Regions from separate parts of the Hordeum vulgare genome. Here region 2 is linked to region 1. The links are chromatin contacts, called in public Hi-C maps. All regions are on one chromosome and are shown on one strand. The core of a region is the stretch at or near the end of the contact, and the rest is flanking DNA. Distances in the headings are between cores, read along the strand shown.

Evidence for each region. A called contact is a pair of places that touch in the nucleus more often than the background predicts.
Region 2: a contact with region 1 is called in a Hi-C map of leaf, with 7 times the contacts expected there. The contact joins two enhancer-like sites. A contact is called at or near these places in 4 of 6 Hi-C or Micro-C datasets (leaf and seedling).

What each region holds. Positions count from the first base shown.
Region 1 is chr3H:553,541,659-553,547,585 of MorexV3_pseudomolecules_assembly, forward strand. No RefSeq gene overlaps it. Among protein-coding and RNA genes, the nearest start is that of LOC123444981, 41 kb to the left of the region's middle. Within about 2 kb of position 2,148, at least 1 of the 3 cell types and tissues checked has open chromatin away from gene starts, as enhancers often do. A contact at or near this core is called in leaf, where this site is marked.
Region 2 is chr3H:553,719,951-553,726,306 of MorexV3_pseudomolecules_assembly, forward strand. No RefSeq gene overlaps it. Among protein-coding and RNA genes, the nearest start is that of LOC123444983, 11 kb to the right of the region's middle. Within about 2 kb of position 3,126, at least 3 of the 3 cell types and tissues checked have open chromatin away from gene starts, as enhancers often do. A contact at or near this core is called in leaf, where this site is marked.

The sequences.
Region 1 (5,927 bases), core at 898-3,397:
CTTCTCTCATGTGATGTGTTTTTGGGTAGAAGACAAATGCGGGCCAATCCAGCTTGGTCCTGTCCAGGCCCAACCCTTTCCTTTTGGCAAATTGAGTAATTTCATTCACAGATAAGGAGTTAGTGAAACTTCGTCTTTTAAAAAAGTCACATGGTACCTGACATAAATTTTAGAGGAAATTCCACCTTTTATCTCTTGCGGGTTTGTGACAGTGTTTAGCTCATTAAAAATGCAACATATTTTACCCTAATATTTTTGCGTTGTGTCGAGTTTACCCATATTCATCACATTTCTTCTGAATCTGGCTCACTAGGCAAAACCTGTCAAGTTGACATGGTTGGTGATAGGCAAGCCAAATCAGAAGCATAAATTAGATGAGTGTGTTCTTCCTATTTGGATGACCTTCCGCTATCCCGGTTGACTTTACATGCATCCCCGATTGGCCCTAACTAGCCCCACCGACACATTTGACTTGACCACACCCCTTCAATGGTTTTGGCATGTCATATCCACTTATTGGTTCCCATGAATCTTCCAATATGCATTTGACTTAGGGTATGACATGCCGGAACCAGTGAGAAATTGTTATAATATGGTAAAACTTGACACATTGTAACACATTTGAGATATCATTTAGAAGAAAATTGAAATTCTGGTATCATAAATTTATGGGGAAAGGGGAAGAAAAGCTTGGTTTCACGCTAAACTTTATACTGACAAGGGTGCTTTTTTGTTGCCACTTTCCCAATTGTTATCGTTAGTGACTAATATCTCATCCTCACTCTCAAACTTCGCCTGCATATTTAGATCTCCGCAAGGTGAAAAAGTGTTATATCTAGTAATGTCTTTTGTTTTGCCTCAATTGGCATAACCAAAACTTATCATAATCTGGTGAGGAAAAACAAGCACTAAAACATTGAAATGTTGGTTAAACAAACAACAGCTTTGAAGACATTTTTTAGTTAGTTTGAAAAGACTAAATTTCTCACACTCCATGTCAAAGTATTTGAGTATTTTGTGAGAGAGATACTGGATTGTAGGTGCTCCTATTCAACGCTTCCCGTACCGAATGGGACGATGGCATTCACATGGATGCTAGGAGGACTGCGACCCGTGACCGTCACTCACTTTGCCGCTTGTTTACTAGCTAACCGCTACTGATTCAACAAAAATCAAATCCTCATTTTACAGATAAAAAACTATACATTAAAAAATACGAATTTGAAATATAATTTAAAAAACAATGAATTAAAAAAACCTTATCAATATTAAAAAATTGACATATTTTAATAATGGAAGAAACAAAATAAATAGGAACAAGAACCGATGAAGTCACAGAACAAACACAGAAACTTCCCAAAACTGTTGGAAGGGAGCCCTATAGCATATCTTGGGTGGCGTATGTTTATCTGGGCTCAATTGGCATGTTAAATACATCGTGAGAACAGTGGCGAATCTTGAATGAACATGAAGAGAAGACTCAAAGTTAAAATGTGTGTATAAAAAGTCAAAAACTCTCAATTTTTTGATCCAAATAAGGGAAAAAAAGTTATAGAATAGAAGTACTTTTCATTTTCCAGTATGTTATAGCCCCAGTATGTTCTCAAAAAATAATGTCATGGCCCGGTACAAATGCGCTTGCCGGGTCTGGGGTCTGTGATTCTAAAAATAGTCCCATCACCATCAATCTTGTCGTGGCGACCGTAAAAGCAAATTCCATTTTCTGCATTTGCGGCCGATAATAATAAGTTGGAAGTAGCAGGAGCAATCAACAATTCTCAGTCTTTGCTCTAGAAACATATTCAAACCTGGAATGGTTCGCCTAAAAAAACGGAATCGTATCTCCCTCTATCGAACCTTTGACAAACCAAGCAACTTGAAAATAATCAACTATGCTTTCTTCTAGAAGCTTTGTTTAATTAGCCCAGTGATACTGCTAACATGACGGTTAGTCGAAAAAGTATCCAGCTAGCCGCCACCTTTTAACAAGTCCGAGCATAGAGTAACGGCATTTTCAGATCATCCCGAAGGATCTCCGAAGTGGTTGACCATGGATAAATTAGTCAATCGGGCTATCAAGGACACCTGGTCTGTGTACCATATAATTAACCTATTTTTTTTGGAAGAATATAGTTAACCTTATGTGCAGCACATATGTGGTCGTGGCGCCGTGCGCACATATGTGGTCGTGGCGCCGTGCAATTGGGCCGGCGCCCATGCTTGCGTCTGTGATGACGATTTCGTGTTTAGTCAACTGATTGATACTCGCTCTAACTTTACTACGCTTGATCCAGTTTTAAAATAGCTTTGTGATGCTTGGTAGATATTTCATTGAATTCATTTTATAGGTGTGCCAGATTTGTTTTTTTTTTTCAAGAACACCTCGAGAGGACAGTGGTTCCTGCATTTCATTCAGAAGAAGAGAATTGGTCTATTTTATAAATAAAACCGGACCCAAAGACCTAACATTCTTGTCTAATTAGGGAAAACCAAATGAAAACCCAAAAAACGAAGAAAAAAGAAAAACGAAAAAAGAGGCAATGTGTACTAGAAGATTGGGACGAGACAAAAAATCATGACGAGACATCATCGGAGCCACACACGACAGCACTTAGGCCCAAAAGAGTAAGACGAGACTCAAGAACAACCGAACTGATCGCCATTCGTCGAAGACTCTTCTCTCTCGGCCTCAAATAATCATGTACTAACATTATCTTGTGGAAAGCATCTTCAGAGGTCCAACTTTGACTTCACTACAATCCTCGCCAAAAAGCTCAACGCCTCATCACTTGCGATGAGAGTGTTTTTTTTGTACATGTCCACATATGCTTGCATCTTTTGTTCTAGCCCCTCTGCTTTTTTGACCTCCGGCAGCTCACCAAAAAACTCCAACATCCTATACCCTGCGCGCTTGGATGTCAGAATGTTGCATGCCTTGTTCTTCTTTTCGAGACGCTGGCTCCGCTGCCCATCATTTTTCTCCCCGTGTGAAGGCACCAGGGTCCCAAGAAGTGGTTGTGGGAGCAGACAAGTAACCTTGCTGAGAAAATCCTCCAGAGATATTGTTGTTGCTTTAGTTTGCGCCACCTTTGCAACAACATTGTACACGTCAACCGCAGGCTCATCTAGAAGGTTGGGTGCGGTGAAATCAAGCGGCTCCTCTGGACTCGGCATCTGATGTACAGAGGAGTGCAACACTGAAGAAAGGAGGAGCCTCAAGGGCGCGGTGAGTAGTATGCAGCCTCCGAGCACACATGATCGACAAATTTCTCACTCCCTCCATGCCTGGCACCATTGGGAAACCACATATCATCGCCCCAAGTAGAGCAGTCCATAGGGCCGTTGATGGCAGGAAAAATCTGAGGAGAAGGCGACATTGCTTGGTCAAGCGTCGGATCAACATTCCACGGATTGATGCCCACCGGCCCAGCCGAGAGCATAGCAGCAATGAGGTCCTGCTAGACAGGAGCACGAGGGAAGATGCAATAGTTCACGTAACAAGTCGAGCGATCTCCAATGGGCGGCGCCGTGAGAGCCTCAGTGTATGAACACTGCCTAGTAGCAGGGAGGCACCAACGAGCTAAGCTTCGACGGAGGGCCAGGGCATGACTCGCAAGATGGAAATCATTGTAGAAACGCCAACATTTCAGTGGCTCCTCGCAATGCTTGGGGAAATGCTTGTGGCGGAGACAACAGAAACATCGCATGTCCATCCATTTGAGATAGGCGGCGCGCTCAGCCGGACTAGCCACATGGCGCATCATGCCCGCACTTGGGAGCATGTGCACATCCCTTACTCCCATGCACTTCAATCCATCCTCCTGGATCCCCCCACTCGAGCCAAGTTTTTGTCCCGGACTGCCCCCGATTTAGGGTAGGACTGCGAGGGGGATGACAGAGCATCATCATCAACCTACGGGCTAGCCCGCACACAACAGGTACCTCACGGTACCACAACAGTGACCCCCATAGCAACGGGATGACAGTCAGCACGCCTCCCGATGGCGGGCTCCCGGACGTCGATGGACTTGAGGCGAGGCGGAGGGCGAGGTCGCGGAGGGGAGGGCTAAGAAGCATCATCAGCAATATGTGTCAGCCCATCATGCGCGCCGCACTCACCGCATGACAGGCTAGTAGCGACCCGAGAACGACGGGCTCCCGGACCTCCACGAACTTCAGACAATGCGACGGCGTAGAGGAAGTCGAGCCGGCGAACGGGAAGGGTAGCAGTGAGCCGACAACTAACCCGGAGGACGGGGGGAGCCCCGAGAGCAACGACGGAGATGCATCTGGGTCGGCCTCGGTCCGATCTGAATCCAACACTAGGGAGGAACGCGGTGGCGCGAGGGAGCCAGATGCACGAGCGCTCGTGAGGGTGGTAGGCCTGAACGGGATCTATTGGGGATATTACCTGTGGGTAACCCGCCCTTAATGGGCCGGGTCACCAAAGGGGCGACTCACCTTTAATTATGCGTCCAGTGGCCCAGGAGCTGTAGGGCGGTTCAAAAAGACCGTGTGGATGATGGAACGTCAAGGAAGCTCCTCATCGTAGGGAACACGAGGACTTAGAGATAAGGAAATCTACCAAGAGTAGGATGGCAGGACTTTGTAAACCCTAGGGCCTCGACCTGTATATAAAGGCGAGTCCCAGGGAAAGGTCAGGCGGGTTAGAGAAAATCGAGAGCTAGGTCAGGCGAGTTACGCCCTCCTTGTAATCGAAACCACCATTAATCCACACAAAGCAGGATGTAGGCTTTTACCTCCTCACGAGGGGCCGAACCTGGGTAAATCTGAGTCTCGCTTCCGCTCACCCCCTTTGAGTTGCCACCAAGGTGCGATGGCTCCATCTCTAAGTCCTTTCACGAGGACATCCGTCGTGATAAAACCACGACAGTTGGCTCCCACCGTGGGGCTTGCGCACGGTGGAGTTGAGTTCTCAAAGGGAGCCCTATCAGGGTTAGAAAGCTATGCGGTCGACATCATGACTGAGAGCCGCCGCGGGAAGTACTACATCGAGAACTTGCTATGGGAATCGGAGGCCGATTCCGTCAAATCTGGCTACCGAGTCCCCTTCGGCAAGATCAACATCTTCATCGGCATGATCGGGACGCCTGTTCCTGAGCCGGACACCTCCACCGACATCGTCGAGCCGGCCAGGTACGTCCTCCCCGTTACACGGCAGAACAAGAATCGCCAGGTTTTCGTCGGCTTTACGCAGGGAGGCGACGCGCAAGACGAAGAGGCGGGCGAGGAGATCACACTTGTCAATTCCGATGGCGAGTCATCCATGGGTGAGACGGAGTCGATCCACCCTCTTGAGGAAGGACAGCTCGGGGGGCTGTCGCTGGCAATGGATCCCTAAGTCCTCAAGAGGTCTCGCCGGCAAATCGCCATCTACATGGCGGGGTCAGCCCAGCCTCATCAGAGTCCGACTCGCAACAACGAGACCGAGGGAACATCCAAGCCCCCAGCGAAAGCCATGACGGAACTAGCAGCGGAGATAGCCAGCCTTATGGCAACCCCGATTACATCTGAAAATCAGGAGTCGGTCAATGCCGAGCTAACCAAACTGCGGGAGGCAATGTCCAAGGCACAACGCGACATGGAAGCAGAAGCCGCCAGGATCGAGACACAACGAGCCGCGGTCGCCGCAGAGACCGAGCGACTGAACACCGAATGCTGGCGGCTCGAGATACAGCAGCGCGCGTCTGACGCCGTCCATCAAAGGAGACACAGTGGGCGCGTCCCGGCCGACTTACACCCAACTCGCCTTTTTGACACTCCGCGCACCCCCGGGGCGGGTCCTGATCGGCCTTTGCAAACCGCCCCGACGGGAGGAACTATTTCACCGCCCAATCCGCCGCCGGCTCAGCCCATGGACGGCCATGCGACTCGATTCCAGACGCCACGGGGTCAGTTCTCAAACC
Region 2 (6,356 bases), core at 1,876-4,375, 180 kb after region 1:
CGGTGACGACGGCGATACTGTAGCAGCTCGGAAAAAATAGATAGTGCGTCGGCGGGACATCATGACGCGTGTATATCCGGTACATTGCGGCAGTGTCGTGCTCATCTGGAGTACGTCTCATCACCGTCTCCCTAGGGTGTAGTCAACAAGTGTCTCTTGATCCAAGTGTTGGAAATATGCCCTAGAGGCAATGATAAATAATAATTATTATATTTCCTGTTTAAAGATAATCGTTTATTATCCATGTTATAATTATATTGAATGGAAAAATAGATACATGTGTGGATACATAGACAAAACAATGTCCCTAGCAAGCCTCTAGTTGTCTAGCCAGTTGATCAATGATAATCAAGGTTTTCTGACTATGTGCAAGTGTTGTCACTTGATAACTGGATCACATCATTACGAGAATCATGTGGACTAGACCCAAACTATGAACGTAGCATATTGATCGTGTCATTTTATTACTATTGTTTTCTGTGTTTCAAGTATTTGTTCCTATGACCATCAGATCATAGAACTCACTGACACCGGAGGAATACCTTGCGTGCATCAAATGTCACAACGTAACTGGGTGACTATAAAGGTGTTCTACAGGTATCTCCGAAGGTGTCCGTTGAGTTAGTATGGATCAAGACTGGGATTTGTCACTCCGTGTGATGGAGAGGTATCTCAGGGCCCACTCGGTAATACAACATCACACACAAGCCTTGCAAGCAATGTGACTAAGTGTAAGTCCCGGAATCTTGTATTACCGGGATTGTACCGGAGTGACGAATGGGTTCCGGAAGTTCACCGGGAGGGGGGCAACCCACCCGGGGGAAGCCCAAGAGGGCCTTGGCGCCAAGAGAAGAAAACCAAAGAAAAAAAGGGGAGGTGGGAAGGAAGAGAAGGACTCCACTTTCCAATCCTAATTGGAGTAGGATTCCTCCTCCTCCTCCTAGCCGGCGCACCCTTGAGGGCTTGGCCCTCAAGGCAAGCCGCCTTCCCCTCCCTCCTATATATAGTGGTGATTTAGGGCTGATTTAAGACAACTTTTGCCAGGTGCAACTCAGATCTAGACACCATAGTTTTACCTCTAGATCATATTTCTGCGGAGCTCGGGCGGAGCCCTGCAGGAGTAGATCGTCACCACCAACGGAGCGCCGTCACGCTGTCGGAGAACTCATCTACTTCTCCGTCTTGCTTGCTGGATCAAGAAGGCCGACATCATCATCGTCGAGTTCTCGGTCTTGCTTGCTAGATCGGAACGGATCGTGGGACGGTTCGTGGGACGGTTCGTGAGGCTGGTCCAGGGACGTGAAGACGTTCCACTACATCAACCGCGTTTCTTAATGCTTCCTGTTGTGCGATCTACAAGGGTACGTAGATCCAAATCTCCTCTCGTAGATGGACATCATCATGATAGGTCTTCGTGTGCGTAGGAAATTTTTTGTTTCACATGCAACGTTCCCCAACACCAACAACATCGACATTGGTCGACGACGTATTCGTCAACTAGTTCTTGAGAGAGAAATCCACACTATAGGTAGATTAAAACCGAAAAAGTAAACTAATCGCAAAAACGGAATCGTGATAACATGATGAATCCATTTTTGCAAAGAGATGGATTGGATCTTATAGCTCCATGGGATCGACGAGAGGTTGCTTGGTGCAGGCTTAACGCAGGCTCGATGGAGACTTGGTGAAGCGAAGCGTGCTGATAACGTGTTCGGCAACTCCTACCGGCGAGTTCGGTCCAAGGTTGTGAAGCGGAGCAGCGTCGTAGACAATCACACGAGAAGTAGAAGAACACATAAAGTAGAAAGGAAACAATCTTTATTAATGATGGTCTCTATTACAATGATTGTTCTTCCTCTCTTTATGTAGGATAAGGGAGGATAAATAAACCTATTTAGGGAAACTCCAACGAGCCGACCCAAACGGACGGCGATTTTGTCCGCCTTTTGTCCGTTTGAGTCGGCCAGGCGGACACGAATGTGCGCTTCGACGTTTGGGTCGGCGCATGCGCCCAACGCTGGCTCGACCCATTTTTGCCGGCGTGCACCAAACATGCATAATATTAACGAAAATGTCCGATTAAATATTAAAAAAGCCGGCCACGAAAGCCGACGAGAGTCCACGCGTTACATTATTGAAAAATAAGAAGAAGAAAAAACCTAGGCGTCCTCGGCGGCGGCGTCGAGGTCGGGCTGTGCCGGCGCGGGGGCGAGGTCGGGTTGTGCCGGAGCGGGGGTGGGCTCTGCCAGCACGGGTAATGTTGGTGTCGGCGGTGGCGCAGCAGCACGGGCACGCTCGTGCGTATGTTGCATCGTCATCTGAGCTTCAAGGTAGGCGGCCTCCTGTGAAAGAAGCGCGTTGGCGCTGACGACGAGGGTGTTCGGAAAGAAGCCGGACGTAGACGTAGCACGGGAGTGCTGATGCGTCAGGTGCATCACCCTCATAGCATGCAGGTAGGCGACCTCCTTTGACAGCATCGCACTGGAATAGACGACGCACTTGTCGCCGCTGTCCATGGATGTTGGGTCGTCGACGAGGAAACAAAGGGTCAGCATGTTGGGCCATCTTTTTTGAATCGGAAATGAATCGGCACGGATGCGAAGCGAACGCGTTTTGACAATGGATCAGCGCGTTGGGCCATTTTTTTACCCGCATTGACCCAAACAGAAGGCGGCGAACGAAATGAGTGGATACATTAAAGTTGCTCCTAAGGAAAAACGATATGGACCGGCTCTTTGTCTTGCACCGAAGCCGGCCATGGCTACCGCGCGCGATGGGCTAGGCCCAGTTTCCCAACATAATTATGCACCCTGCCCTGACATACCCACCACGTAGGCAGGCACAACACGACGAGACCCGCAGTCTCCAACTGTCGGCAGGGGGCATCAGATCATCACCGCAGGCCTCGGCGCTGATCGATACTGCTACTGTACCCCGCCGCAATGGCAGCCCCGCGTCGCTCTCCCGCAGCCGCGAGCGAGCCAGCAGGACAGGAGCAGGTAGGCACGATCCCCTCCTCCCCGTCACAAATCACGCACGTGGTCGCGGCATACACGCCGCCCGGACGGGCACCGGCAGCGCCGCAAACGCGCCAGCAGCCGTGCGTCCGTGGTCGCGGGTGAGAACAGAAACGCGCTGCCGACGCGGCGCTTTCCCCAGCCGCCGATTTAGCGGCGCGCCGCACCGCACCATCCATCGGCACTGCCGCTCCGCATCTCTCGTCTCGTTTACGGCCACACGCGCGCAACGGGGTCGCGTCGATCGATCGTTTCCCGCTGCTCCCGAGGCAAAATGCATCTGGTGGAGCTAGCTAGCGACAGACAGACAGTGATCCATCTCAGCAGCTTTTTCGACGGCCATGTATGTGTGCCGCGCGAGCGCTCCACGTAGCCGGGCAGGCGGCACCACACAACAGCTCCCGTCGATCGCAAACCAAAAGACGGATCCCGTTTTATATGATGCCGCGGCGGAAAGCGGGGCCGCCGCCGCCGCACTGATTTATTATTCCGGTGGCGGCACAGGGAGAGGGGTGGGAACTTGGGATAGATGCATTTTGTTTGCTGTTTGGATGCGCTTACTAGGAACGCTTACTATAACAGAGCCGTGTGCTTCCGGCTTGATCTTGTCCCCCGAATTCAACCGCATCACTCTTTATCCTGGAGCTGGAGGACTACTCCTACCTATCCTCTATTCTTATTTATATATTTATTTATAATTCATTAATTAATTTTTCTATTCATGTAATAATGACACACCGTTAAGTCATGTATAGAGTCATAAGTTACTTTTTTATTAATCTTTTCATGCAAAATATATCACCTCATGCATTTATTTCCTAGAAAATTAAGTCATGTACTCCCTTCGTCACGGTTTAGAAGGCACGCTTGAAAATCTCTGAGACCAAGGTAGTCATTGATTGGTTGTGAGATGTAGCAGGTGTAGATGCTAATACGCCTAATCAACTGAGAAATTACTAGTATTAATGCGTGAGCAACAAATTGGGAGGGCGCATGCATGACTAGTACAAGTAGTAATTAATAAGAGTAATTGATTTCGCGCCTTAAATCTTGTCTATTTTAAAAACGCACGCAAGTTTAAATGTGTCTTCTAAACCGTGATGAAAAAAGTAACAATGTTTTATAGTATTTGTTTTTATTAATTTTAGTCTTCTATCAATTCATACATTTTTTTAAAGACATCGTCTAGTTACTATTAGGCTGGCCATAGTGGGAGTAACTAAGGTAGTATTATGTACTTGGGAAAAGCAAACATGTTGATGTGACAGACAATTAAAGAAGAGAGAGAGGGTTAGAGTAACATAGGTAGATACCGTAACATGTTAAATGCTATGCTACTATGTGTCATGCATGTCAATAAATAAGATCATCTATGATACTCCCTCCGTCTCGGTGTATAAGAGCATGGTTAATAGTATAGCCAACTGCTGGCTATAAGCAGTCTTATAGCCCGTCTTATAGCTAGCTTGTACAATAGTTGGCTATAAAAGAGTACTATTTTTATCATATATGTCTCACCTTTCATTCTCACAAAGCACCTAGGAGCACGTGTTAGAGTTGGCTCTTCACGAAGAGCCCGCTTCCCTTCTCTCTCCTCTTCTCTCTCATCCAACTCAGCAAAAATATAATATTTTAATCCTTACAGCCTGCTGACTGTACCTTATTGTACTTGCTCTAAGTCATCTTAGGTTGTGCACCGTGACCAAGACGGACAGAAAAACGAGAGAAATCAATGTTAATTTGCTAATTAATACCATTGCATGCAATGAATTGATCAATGCATGTTGTGCTAATTAGTCTCAAGTCATTAAAACATACATGCCCCACGTCTATTATTGGTTGATTCCTTTATTCATGTCAAAAAACAAGAAACGAGGTCAAAGTTAATGCATCGTGCCTAAGTGTTTTGGGATTATTTGATTTTTATAAGATGAATTATTCACCGAGACGAATGGAGTACTATTTTATGTTACTATGCACTATAAAGATAGTATCATACTACTATGATATTACTATATGTTACTCCACACTATGACCAGCCTTATGCTCCGCTGCTGATGCCGATGCGGCCTCCAGCGTGCTCAACCAGCACAGCAGCATTGCTCACTCTCGCACGCACGTGGTTTTTAGCTCCCAAGGCATCGGTCTCATGCTTATGGGTTACGAAAGCATCCATCGGGCCACAACAACTTGGGTGAAAATAGAACAACAGCATCTGGTATTATTTGTACCTTGTGTACTAGGTACACATTGTCTCGTCTCTTTCGGTACCACTTTTTCTTTCTTCTTTTTTCTAAACTCCATTAGCTAGCGAGCGTTCACGAGAAAAGATGACAAGTTGAACGTCTTACCTGACAGATTTACTCTGGAAGACATTAATTTTCAGAATAACCGCCATCGCTCAATCAAGAGTAACATAAGTAGTGACCTCTCTCTTCCACGCACACTCAATTAGGGTTCCCTTGCCTCCCGTCGCCGTCGTCGTCGATATGCCTCACTTTTTGTGGCCATCGGGCCATGGAGGCGGGGTGGATCTCGGGTCCCATTGGCGGGAGGTCTTCGTTTTCCTGCTTTTAGGGTTAAGGTTTGGTGAGACGATGCTTAGATGGTGGCGGCGACATCTTGTTCAATAAGGTCTTTTCAGTTTCAGCCTCATCTCGACGGCGACGTTGAGAAGCTTGTGAGAGTGGTGTGATTTTTGAAGACTCCTTCCGATTATGGGGATCTTTGGATCGTCGAGGAGCTTCATCGACGGTTCTTCCTTCTTCATCTCCGGGATGGATGTGGTCTTCTTGACCCGATCGGCTACTTCTTGTATGCATCCAACTACGTCAGGCCAGCTCAGGGAGGAACAACAGCGGCGGCGCATCGTCGACACAGTTCGAGGGTTGAAGATGAAGGGCATCTCAAGAATTTTATTGTAATTTTTGTTTTTGTTGAGGTGCTTTATAGTTCCGGTGTTTCTTCTAATGCCAAGATCCTATTTGTAAAAAAAAACATAAATGTTATATAAAGAAAAATAATGATATGACAGCTAGTTAATGAGAAGATAGACAAATAAAGTAACATAATATGTTACACCACATAGCGATTTTCAATAAAAAATTCCAAATAAAAAATAACTTTACAAATTAATAAATAAAGTCATCTATATTACCAAACCTATGACACTACCCACTATAAAGGTAATAACATATAGACTAGTAACATATGCAACTCTCCACTATGACTAGTTAACTACTCCCTCCGTTCCATAATATAAGTCTTTTTAGAGATTTCACTAAGGCCTTGTTTGGCACGAAGGGGTTGGGGAGGATTGTGGAGGGGGGTTTTTCAGAG